3 separate regions of the Zea mays genome follow, and regions 2 and 3 are each linked to region 1. The links are chromatin contacts, called in public Hi-C maps. All regions are on one chromosome and are shown on one strand. The core of a region is the stretch at or near the end of the contact, and the rest is flanking DNA. Distances in the headings are between cores, read along the strand shown. Region 1 holds the start of LOC100135422. Region 2 holds the start of LOC103641355 (probable WRKY transcription factor 47). Region 3 holds the start of LOC103641360 (transcription factor MYC2).

Evidence for each region. A called contact is a pair of places that touch in the nucleus more often than the background predicts.
Region 2: a contact with region 1 is called in a Hi-C map of endosperm, with 2.2 times the contacts expected there. The contact joins the promoter of LOC103641355 here to the promoter of LOC100135422 in region 1. A contact is called at or near these places in 2 of 25 Hi-C or Micro-C datasets (endosperm and leaf).
Region 3: a contact with region 1 is called in a Hi-C map of leaf, with 5 times the contacts expected there. The contact joins the promoter of LOC103641360 here to the promoter of LOC100135422 in region 1. A contact is called at or near these places in 3 of 25 Hi-C or Micro-C datasets (ear, endosperm and leaf).

Annotation. Positions count from the first base shown.
Region 1 is chr10:89,063,521-89,067,559 of Zm-B73-REFERENCE-NAM-5.0, reverse strand. It overlaps LOC100135422, which reads left to right and starts at 1,923. Exons shown (of 1, transcript NM_001114162.2): 1 at 1,923-2,365. The coding sequence starts at 2,009. The coding sequence ends at 2,185.
Region 2 is chr10:88,890,126-88,894,164 of Zm-B73-REFERENCE-NAM-5.0, reverse strand. LOC103641355 (probable WRKY transcription factor 47) reads left to right here and starts at 2,074. Exons shown (of 6, transcript XM_008664711.3): 1 at 2,074-2,495; 2 at 2,637-2,720; 3 at 2,838-2,987. The coding sequence starts at 2,211.
Region 3 is chr10:89,207,249-89,211,287 of Zm-B73-REFERENCE-NAM-5.0, reverse strand. LOC103641360 (transcription factor MYC2) reads right to left here and starts at 1,949. Exons shown (of 3, transcript XM_020546050.2): 1 at 1,170-1,949; 2 at 689-1,057. The coding sequence starts at 1,835.

The sequences.
Region 1 (4,039 bases), core at 674-3,173:
ATATAATCTATCTTGAAAAACATAGGCATCCAAGAGCAAAAATACACGGGCGGACACTCTACTCTTTATCATGGGGCACCGATTTCCCTTTTCTGCAACACTCTCTATCCCCTAGAGATTCAACGGAATTGAAAGTCTAACTACTATACTTTTAGATATGAGAATACTATGTAGAAAAGCAACAAACAGGTAAAAGAGATTTTGTTTTGTAGGTTACGTTCTTGCTATGAGTTAGGATGCTAAAGATGTTAGATTGATCTTATCTGGCTTAGTCAAAGGACTGCATGAACCTTTTAGGTGTGGCCCTCTTTCACACTACATATATAAATAAATAATAGGACCGACACATAAATTAACATATGAAAAACCTTTAAAACATTTGAATCGATGTTCAAACATGTTTTGAATCCTTTTTGTGATAAAAGTATGAGATGGAACCAACATTGATGCAACATACACACCGTAAATGTTGAATGTATTTTTTGCACAGTGATCTTACAGAAAATGTTGAATGCAACATACACACACGCATGAATCCCCCCCCCCCCCCAAAAAAAATATATCTTGCTTCCTGTAATGGTTATTTTTTATTTGATCTAACCTATGAGGTCTGGAACTAAATTCAGTTATTTATGGCCTTTATGTTAGTTTAGACACTTAATGGTTTTAAGTGAGGGGTAAAATGAACATTGTACTCCTAGTGAAAAATAAAAAAGTGCATATATCAGATTGTCTGGTCTAAATTTCGAGCAATGTTGCACAGACCTTACCTTTTAATTACCTACAAAATATATATTCTTTTTGAACATTCGATAATATATTTTTTGCACAGCATTATTTTACAATTAAAATGTAGATATATTTGCATTAGTACTCTTTAATTAAAAAATATTTAATATATTTTTACTTTACACAATTCTAAAAATATTAAACAATGCGTAATATTGCTCAAACCTAAAAAATAGATTGAACCCTGCGTCTCAATCAATTTTGTTTTGAGGACGTATCTGGTGCACCTAGAAGACTGGTGCACATGGTGCACATATTAAATCATTAACACTCATTTTAGATCTAACGTCTCTAGTTGATTATTCAATTTACAAATAACACCTTCCACCACTATACAACACCACGTTGGAGGGTGTCCTTAATAAAATGTACCAAACAACTAGAGACATTAGATTTAAAATGAGTGGTGATGATTTAATATGTGCACCATGTGCACCAATGTTCTATGTGCACCAGATATGTTGTCTTTTGTTTTTGCCAGTCATGTGACCCTTCACACAGGTAAGTGCTTAAACTAACAGGAAAATCAAATCGTATAGCTACCTGGATTTAATATTTGGGACTCAGGAGAAAAGGGGCCCTAACATAACTGGGCCGTTCAGCAGCAGATAGATGTCGCCGTAAATTCGGCCTATGAAACTCGTCCATGCGGCCGTATAAAGACGACTTGTCGTTGGGCCCGAGTTAACTAGTTATAGGCCCACACGCGTTGCACGCGACTGGCGAGAGAGAAGAAGACTGGCTAGCTGTCAGTATGGGGTAACAAGCACAGCAGCAGCAGCAGGCGGCCGCACCGCACGCGGTCTGGCCGCCGTCCGCGCAGCGTGAAAGAAAGAATTGGATGCTGCTGCTTAGCAGCGAAGGAAGCGGGCAGGAAGGCCGTGTGGGGTCCACACCTCCCCGGACACCCGCGCAGCCGCCGCCCACGCTTGGTCCGTCGACCGCCGGCCGATCGATTGATGGATGCATGCATCCACCGTCCACGTACGCGGCGACGAGACGTGTTGCGTTTGCGTGCCACCGGACTAGCTAGTAGATCGCTCGACTGGTATGTAGCTGTCGCCATCCCATCGCCCTCCCTCTCGTCCAAGGTCTGCCTGCCTATAAAGTGAAAGTGAAGCCAGGGAAGAGGCAAAGCGAAAGGAGAGAAGGAATCCGATCCATCCAAGCCAAGCCAAGGCAGAGAAGAAGAAGAGGAGGAAGAAGAAGCATCGGCAGCATGTCGGAGGGGACTGCCAACTGCGTGGACATCCTGATCGCCATCATCCTGCCTCCGCTGGGGGTGTTCCTCAAGTACGGGTGCGGCCACGAGTTCTGGATCTGCCTCCTCCTCACCTTCCTCGGCTACATCCCCGGCATCATCTACGCCATCTACGCCATCACCAAGAACACCTAGCTAGTCATCCTTGCCGACGACGATCCATGTCTCTGTATCTGTGTCTGTTCATATGCCTGATGCCGACTTGTGCTGTATGTAGTTGCTTGAATTCAGTCGTGTTCCTGTTTTGCTACCGTACCCACCCCATGCATCATCTGTCACCGCGACGCAATAATCATAGTAATAACAAGTTCAGATAATCGAATTCATTCGCTGCTGTACTCCTCCTCATCTCTTCAGTATGCAGTACTTTATTACTTTCCCGTCCGGCCGTCCCAAGTCCCAACCAACCAAATTATATGACATTAATAATATATAGCGCATAATAAATAAACCTAGAGAAAAAAACACTAAAACGTCTTACGATTTTAAAACAGTTTTGTTGTAATAATAATTTGTATAAATTTCAGTTTCGTCTTTCAGCCGTCCTCTTCTTCTCCAGCTGATCTGGCACTGGCAGGGCAGCTGCAGCCCCACCTGTCCTCTTTATTACACAGCCTCACGTGGTACTTTACTGTACACGGAACGGCAACGGCTCGCCCATCTAGAGATGGCCAAATGGGCCTGCTGACGGCCAGGATGGTCCCGTTTAGGTTCGACCCGCTAGCCACGGTTAAAAAACTGGATCAAGATTCTCAAGTCCACGGTTTTATTTTCTTGTGTGAACCTTGCTTGTTGTGGGTCTAAAAAGATTGAGTCGGTCCAGTAAACACAGAAAAAATCTGACACCATAAATTTTATCATATATCCATATTATTAATTTAATATTTCTATATCAATGATCCATGAAACATGCATGTCCATAAATCAATATATGTTCTAATCTATAAAATTATTATTGTCTCGTATAATGACATAAGACACACATATTTTGAATAAAATTATAAACATTATAAACCATACATTTAACGAACAAGTCATGCAATCGAGAGCCGACGTAATAATAATAATTTGAGGGATTGAGTAACACTTCATTCAACACTTATAAATATAAGCCATTTATACAATTAACTTCCACTTACACTAAAATGAATCATGCAGGTATCTGATATCGATTGCGCTCACGTGTGCCTTATGTTTTGGTTGTAGAAGAGACTTCGACAACGGATCAGCAACATTCAAATTTGTGTACAGTTTACAAATATTCACACAACCTCTATTAATGATCTCATGAATATGGTATGTATTTGGATTTTGGTGCGATCTAGGTTTCTCAGTCTGTGTAGTGGCGCCATTATTATCACAACAAAGATATAAAGGATTTGGCACACTTGGAACCACATACAACTCAGAAACAAACTTTCTAATCCAAATAGTCTCCTTAGTAGCATCTGACGATGTAATATACATGACCTCTATCGTAGAACGAGCCAATATCTCTTGTCTAGAACTTTTCCAACTTATTGCTCCTCCATTTAGGCAGAACATGAATCTAGATTCAGATTGACTATCATCTCTATCGGTTTGTAAGCTAGCATCATATAACCATTTATAATGAACTCTTCCTCACCTCCATAAACCACAAACATATCCTTAGTTCTTTACAAGTACTTTAAGATATTCTCCATAGCCACCCGATGAGCCTCACCTAGGTTAAATTGGTACCTATTTGTAATGCTTGGAGCATAAGAAATGCCTAGACTTGTACGTAGCATGGCATACATGATGGATATGATTACAAGGACATACGAAATTGCACTCATCCTTTTTCGCTCACTAGGTGTTGAATGACACTAAGTATCATTTAGGGTAGGGGTGCAAACGGATCGGATCGTATATCGCCTTTTCCATATCCTAATCCTATTTTTATCGTTGGATTCAGATCAGAGCGGATATTATGCGGATGCGTATATGGATATTTTAGGATATTGA
Region 2 (4,039 bases), core at 825-3,324, 170 kb after region 1:
AGATATAGTGATTTTTCAAATTAAACACTCCATCAATTCCTGCCCCGTTCCAGCGCAGACCACCCGCTTCATGAGATTTTGGCGCATGCAAAATGGTTTCGTCGTCGCTGGGCAAGGACCGTGTGTCTCCTGTCCGAAATTCAGCTGCTTAACTTGTGACCTCCAAAGCTAGAGGTAGGATGGATCCGGATGAATGTTGACTTTTTTATTTTTTTCGATTGTGAACAAATAATATATAGAATTTACTATATAAATTTATATTCTTACTTTTAGCATTGAGTTTATTAATATTTATAAAAACTAAACCTTAAATCCGTTCTATATCTTTTAAAATAATTAATATAAAAATCGGATATAGATTCCGATGTGTTTTTACCTTTTTAATTGTAGGAAGAAAGTAATGCACACCAATAATTATACAATTTTTTATAGTACTTTATAATATTCTTGATAAGAATGACTAAAAAATAGCTTCGAATTCTATGCATATCTATATTAAATTATTAGATTGGTCATATTAATCTCATGTTTTATGAACATCTCTATCCATGGCCATGTGCAATTGCAGTTCTGTTGTTCCTGAAAATAACATTTTGCTCCACTCTTTGAGTAATTGTGCGGTGCCCCCGTCAGCCTGATCAAACTCAACCGACGGAAAGGTTCTCAGCTCCTCGCATAAAAATGTACGCAAGCAGAGGTTCGAACCTTCGTCGTTGTTGGCTCCACATTCACGCCCATACATCTGACCAATACAACACATATATTTTTATTGCTTCATATTCTATATACTAGCCAGTTGTATGTGCTTTGCTACGATTATTATATACTCCATCCGTCCTATAATATAAGGCGTAACCACTTTTTATTCTTGTCCCACAATATAAGGCGTGCTTTTTTTATACATACTTATCGATCCAGTGGTATAGAGAGAATTAAATATATTTTTTGGTCTTGGAATAAGAGGTGGTTACATCTTATATACCGGAATGGATGGAGTGTCATATAAATAATATTGAGATATATTGTTTATTTCTAAACACTAAGATAAATATGGTCTGGTGGTTAGACGACTAAACTTTCTGAAGCAGTGGGCGTGGGTTTGAGTGCTCGCTTTGCACTTTTTTTGCGCGGTGTGGTTGGTGGGTCCAGAATGTTAGCACGGAAGGTGAAGCCGTGGTGACCATATTAAGTTTTTAATATAGTAGTATAGATATGTTCAAGTATAATATAATACAAGATCTAACTACGTGATATATATAGAAACCGTAGCAACAATGGCACAGACATCTAAGTAGTAGTGTATAATGTGTGTGTTACTGTGTGTGTGACTATATACAAGTCCACCTCCGTTTTGTCTTGGTGTGATGAACTACATACGATCTTTTCCAAATCCATGTACAACTCACACACAAACACGTATACGTATAGGCACACCTTATCCGATTCGCTGTCAACGACCACACACCACCTACACCTACAATTAAAAGAATAGCGCGGCGTTACATACTTATTAGATCCTAGAATAAAAATTAGTCCAAGAAAACACCAGCATTCGTGTTTAAGACTTAAACCCGTGTAACTAAAAAAAGATGAGTGTCGACATATATATATAAAAGAATTGATGTTTCGTATCATTTGTCGGAGAGGAATGAAATTTGTAACCTCTTCGGCTCTCCTCTTCCATTTTCCCATAGAACAAAAAAAATTGTAAAGAAACCCAACCGGTAACAATAGTAATTTTATATAATGGTAAAATAATTGGTGAGAGAGATGTTATTATAGTAATTCTCCGCCACTCCTCGAGTCGCAAAACGCAGCATCCGTTGACTGGGTTGACCCGGCCCACGCGCAGCGACACGTGGGGCAGGGCAGCGCGTCGTGTCCAGCCTCAGCCACCTATCACGCTGACGCCACGCGGGCTGGCCCACCAGTTCGTCCCTGTGCCATTGGTCCAACCCTTTCCCTTCCTGCCGTCTCGTTCCTATGTGCAAGTCCAAGTCTTTCCGTTTCACGTTTCCGGCCGCTTCTTCATTCGGTTTTTCTTCTTTCTGCAGTACTAGTAGTAGCTTGCATAGTTGGACATCTCTCTCTCTCTCTCTCTCTCTCTCTCTAGCTAGTACGGCACCGGTCGTCACAAGCTGTATATAGCCGTGTCTTCCTCGCCATTACCCGGCTTGATTTGATACCTCCTCGCTCCAGCCTACCCATCCATGGACTTGGTGCCGAAACACCAGCAGCAGCAGCAGCAGCGAGGGATCAAGGAGGAAGAGGAGATGACGGTCTTTGCGGAGCACGGGGACCAGCAGGCGACTTCCGGGGCCGGCCACGGCGGCGGCGGCGGGCGCAGGAGCGAGATCAAGGAGGTGGACTTCTTCTCGGCCGCCGCCGGCGGTGCCGTGTCTCGCCGCATCACCGACGAGGACGACGGCGGGGAAGATGGCGGTCGAGAGCCCGCAGGAGCAGTAGCTCGTGGCTGCCGTAACACCACGGTCAACGTAAGTCTCCCCGTCGAGATCGAGCGAGATCGCGAGCTCGAGATCCATTCGTGATGTCTGTGCTTGCAATATAATTAAGATTAAGATAGCCATGATACGAAATTTATTTCTCTCTCACTTTCATGTTCCGTGCCGGCACAGACTGCACTGGACCTGCTGACCAGGCCGGCAGCGGGCGACGGCGGCGAGGGGACGGCGGCCAGTGGTCGTGACGACGATACAGAGGTAAGAAGAGGGCTGGGTGTCTGCTTGCATGTCCATTCATTCCCAGCTTCCACACCAGAACATTACGTTTATCGTCTCGTAGCTCATGGTAATATTGGATCCGATCGGAGTATATAGATGGACGTGGCGGCGGTGGAGGGGGAGCTGCGGCAGGCCGGCGAGGAGAACCGGCAGCTGCGGCGGATGCTGGAGGAGCTGACCCGGAGCTACGGCGCGCTCTACCACCAGCTCATCCAAGCCCAGGCGGCCCAGCACCACCACCACCAGGTATGCCTTGATTCGTGCCCAAATTAAGTTCGTTGAAAAGAAAAAAATGGCGCGTCTTAATTGGAGCCTGCGCCTAGTCAACGTTGTACCTGCCTTGTCATCAAAGAAAAAAAAGATACGGTCTAAAGATCTCCAGCATATCTCTCTGTTACTATTTTATATGTGATCAAGGGGGAAAACAAAGCACCTCGTGAATGATGAAGAGTTTATTGGTAGCATATCTCTCTGTTTGTAAACCTTTTGCGGCTGTTTGTACTTTCTACTCTAAAATTTGGTGGTTGATGAAGAGTTTATTGGTAGCTCAAGTTAAAGACTAAAACTTTAGAACACTAATCGTATGATTTAAATGTTTTTGTGCGGTTGGTCTAATCTTTAAACAACGTTTAGACTTTCTATTATTTGAAGTATGAAGATCAGTTAGCTAAAGTGATCTAAGATTTAGAGGGTAAAGAGTCTAGTGGTTATAGATACACAGGATGCCAAATTCGACGAGCGTTGTTACATTTTATTCTGGTTATTAGCATTCAGACACCCCTACCTAGCTATTTGACTCATATATGCCTTTTTTATCGGATCCATTTGATTCCTCAGTTTAAGTCGTGTACTGATTCCTCAAATATATTAGGTCATGTTCTAGTGATATATATATTCAATCAATAACTTTATATGTATGTATGTGTGTGTAACCAAGGACTGCATATGTAGCGAGATTACAGCAACTAATGATTGACGAAGTTGTAGAAAATATGCACACTGCAATAGAATTTCCTCAAGCTAGACCCATTGCATGCATGCATGCATGCCCAGCATTTCCCAAATCATTTGTGTGAACAAATTAAACAGCTACGGAGGTTCAGATGGCCAGTGGTTCAGATGGGCACCTCACTTAATTTCCGTGACCACTAGCGCTACAGTGTTCACTGTATTGAATTGAAATGCAAGCTCCTCCTTTCCTTTCAGATCCTTGTGCTCCACTACTAATAAGCATTAATGCACCCCTGCAGGCCTTTTTATATATATAAGCAAAGTAAAAATATGTATCTATATAGAAC
Region 3 (4,039 bases), core at 700-3,199, 140 kb before region 1:
AATATTAATGACGTGCGGATTATATGTTTTTAATATTGAAATGATCTCAACCAGCTATTTGTGTTTTGTCTTCTATTTTCCCACCATTTTAGGGCTTGTTCGGTTATTCCCAAAACACATGGATTGGATGAGATTGGAAAAAAATGAGAAGAGGTTTGACTTGTTTGGGTTTCAAACCCATCCAATCCCACTCAATCCACATGGATTGAGAGCTAACCGAACAAGCCCTTATAGATGTTCCTAACCAGCTAACTAAAACAACGCATTTTCAGGCATTTGGTACACCAAATCAGAAGTTTAGTATTTTTAGTACATCCTATTCCTATATGTTCAAATATAGAAAGCATGCAGAGATCAGAGAGTGGTGAATGCATTAATCTTCTAAAGTAAGGCTCAGTTTAGATCCTCGTGGTTAATTGTTTGTCCGTAGTTAACAATTAGTTGGTAAATAATTAGCTAGCAACCAGAGTATGTTTGGAGTCTTGACTAATATATTCTTTTTCTTTTATATGATGTATTAGTATCTATTAATAAGTTCAAATGGTCGATGGGCAAATAGTTTGCCAGCTCTCTGGCTAACAATTAGTCAGTCGGTTTAGAGGCAAAAGTGCTAAATTAATCTGAAAACTGTTTACCACAGAGATCAAACATGTCTGACAAAAAAAAAAGAAAAAGAAAACGGACTTGCCTCTGCCGTGATGGTTATGATGATAGTGCAAATCGAGAAGGGCATGACATTGGCATGGACGACGGTGAGCCCGAGGCCCTCGACCACGGCGAGCGCTGCCGCCGCCACCCCTTTGCCGCCCCCGCAATGGATCCTCACCATCGCGCTCCTCTCGGAGAAGCGTGCCTCGATCTCCGGAAGCGCCGGTGACCCCGACGACGACGATGCCGACGTCGGCGACCGGGAGCCGCCATTCTCGTCCGTCGTCGTCGGCGCTTTGGTCCTGCTGCTGCCGGCGGCGGCGGCGGCAGCCTCTTCCAGGGCCTTGAGCCGCTGCTGGAGCTCCTTCACGTACTTGGCTGCGTCGGAGAGGATCGTCGCCTTGTCCATCTGCCATGCCACGATCGAGCAGGTTATCGGGGATTTGATCGATGCAGCAGAGTGCAGAGAGAACAAGGGCAGGGGTTCAGTTCATATGGATCGGCTGGGACTGAGAAAGGACCTTCTTGAGTCCTGGGATGACGGTGGAGAGCTCGATCAAGCGATTGTTGATCTTCTCCCGGCGTTTGCGCTCCGCGACGATGTGTTCCGGCGTGCACGACGCGGCTCCCATGCCGCGTGTTGGGTGGTGGGCTCTTCTCGGCGGCGGTGGCGGCGACCGGCGGCGGTGGGCCAGCTCCGGCGGCACGCGGCGTATCGGGACGGCGCCTTCCTCCAGCACGCCGTCGCTGCGAGGCTGCGCCGCCGCCGAGCCGGTGACGAAGTTCCAGCTCACCCTCACCGTGGGCAGACTGGTGTTGGTTTTGCCGCTCGGGAACGAGTTGGGCGAGTGTGGCGGCCCGGAGCCGCCGTAGAAATCCGCGGCCTCCGCAGCCGCGGGGGCTGCAGGGTCAGTGGCCCCGCTGCTGCCGCCGTCGGTGACCTCGCCGCCAGAACCGCTCGTCGTCCAGCTGTTTGCCGCGTCGTCGGTTTCGACGGCGGCCATCAGCTCCCGCACCATCTCCGCCGCGTGGGAGGCGTCGCGGAGCCCTTGCAACGAGGGGAAGACGGCTACTGCCTCGCCGCAGCTGTCGTAGAGCGCCGCAGGCTCCTCCTCCTCCTGCAGCAGCGTGTCCATCGCCCATTCCATGAGCAGGCTTGTGTCCTCCATGTTGTTTGCTGCCTCCATTAACACAGCGCTCTCAAGTCTCAACCACCACAAAATATGGTAGAGCTGATCCAAATTCTTGCAATAATGCAACAGCAAATCGTACGTGGGGAGGCGTTCCCTTTTTATAAAGCATCTCCAACTTTAAAAATGTCCTATAATTTAAAAATAAGTATATTTTATAAAATTTATGGCACCAACAATACATACTAATTCATTAGTATGTTGGAGAAATAAACATTTTCAGTTTTAATTTAATCCAGAAAATCACAATAATGTATGTGACCACATGTATGTGTATATGTATCACTACTCACATAAGTAGTAAACAACAGTAAAATACGCACAAATCCAAAGAACATATTGTACTCTATGGAGGGACCGATGCTCAGTGGCTCCATTCACACGAGACATCTCGTGTGTATGTTCGATTTAGTCGTAAGCAGTCGACGCAGGCAGATGTATGCAGTGCAGTCCCACGAACGGTGCCGGCGACGAGAAACTTGATCAGTGTTGGTCGAGCGGACGAAGCGAGCAGTCGCGAGTACGCTCCCCAAAAACCTGATTGCCCGCACACATGTGCAAGTGTCTCTCTGCGGACGACGATTTCAGAGGCCTGCTTTCCCACACTATTTGTGCTCGCAAAAGATGGGACGGGAATTGGTTGTACGCAACGTGTCTAAGGAAGTTCGTATCCCTCCTCGTATATATACACGCGCAGAGGGAGGCCAACGGACAGTAATGAAAGGGAAATGTGCCCTTAAGCCATTTCTAGTATATTTTGGTGATTAAGTGCCCAACACATATTGAGTGAGTAATTATATGCTAAATGATGGATGAAGTGCAAATCTACAAGAAGGTATGGTTCTAGACTTAGTATATTGGTTTTTGTGTACTAATATATTTGTCTAAGTGCTAGAATCAGGAAAAGAAAAGGATTGGAAAAGAGTTGGCTATGTACAGCCAACTGCTACTCAGTCTGGGTGCACCGGACTGTCCGGTGGTGCACCGGATAGTGTCCGGTGCGCCAGGCTAGTTCTGATGAACTGGCCACTCTCGGGAATTCGTCGGCGGCGTACGGCTATAATTCACCGGACTGTCTGGTGGTGCACCGGACTGTCCGGTGAACCACGGCCGCCAGCGCAACGGTCGGCCGCGCGTGACGCGTGGCCCCAGCCAACGGTCGGCTGGGGGCACCGGACTGTCCGGTGTGCACCAGACAGTGTCCGGTGCGCCAACGACTACAATTCTGCAACGGTCGGCTGTGCCATTTTAAGAAGGAGATCCGCACCGGACAATGAACAGTGGATGTCCGGTGGTGCACCGGACTGTCCGGTGCGCCACCCGACAGAAGGCAAGAATTGCCTTCCAAGAATGCCTCCAACGGCTCCTAGCTGCCTTGAGGCTATAAAAGGGACCCCTAGGCGCATGGAGGAGTCACCCAAGCATTCATTGATCATTCCTAAGCACCAAGACTTCATTCTCGCGCATTCGATTCTTTGTGATAGTGACTTGAGCTCCATTTGAGTAGAGAACTCTTTGAGTTGTGTTGTGAGCTCAAGTTGTGGCTTGTGTGCGTGATTGTGCTCGTGCTTTGAGTCTTGTGTGTGTTGCTCTTCCCATCCTTACTTCCGTGCTTCTTTGTGATCATCAATTGTAAGGGCGAGAGGCTCCAAGTTGTGGAGATTTCTCGCAAACGGGAAAGAGTAAAAGAAAGAAAAACACCGTGGTATTCAAGTCGATCATTGGATCACTTGAGAGGGGTTGAGTGCAACCCTCGTCCATTAGGACGCCACAACGTGGAGTAGGCAAGTGTTATACTTGGCCGAGCCACGGGATAAATCACCGTGTCTCTTGTGCTTATTTTCTTTGTGACTATTGTGTTTCACAAGAGCTCGGTCCTTAGCCATTTGATTCCATTGTGCTATCACTTAACCAAGTTTTGTGGCTATAAGTTTTAAGTTTTTTACAGGATCACCTATTCACCCCCCCTCTAGGTGCTCTCAATTGGTATCAGAGCCGTTCTCTTCACGAAAGGGACTAATCGCCCGAAGAGATGGATCCTAAGGGAAAGGGGATGGTGGTCAACGATAAGGAGAAGGAATCCGTCCTCAACGAGCCAAGATACGATAAGCCCACTAACTCTGGCTCAAGTCACAAGAAGAAGGACGGGAAGAAGAAGAGGCGCATCAAGAAGATAGTCTACTACGACAGCGACGAGTCTT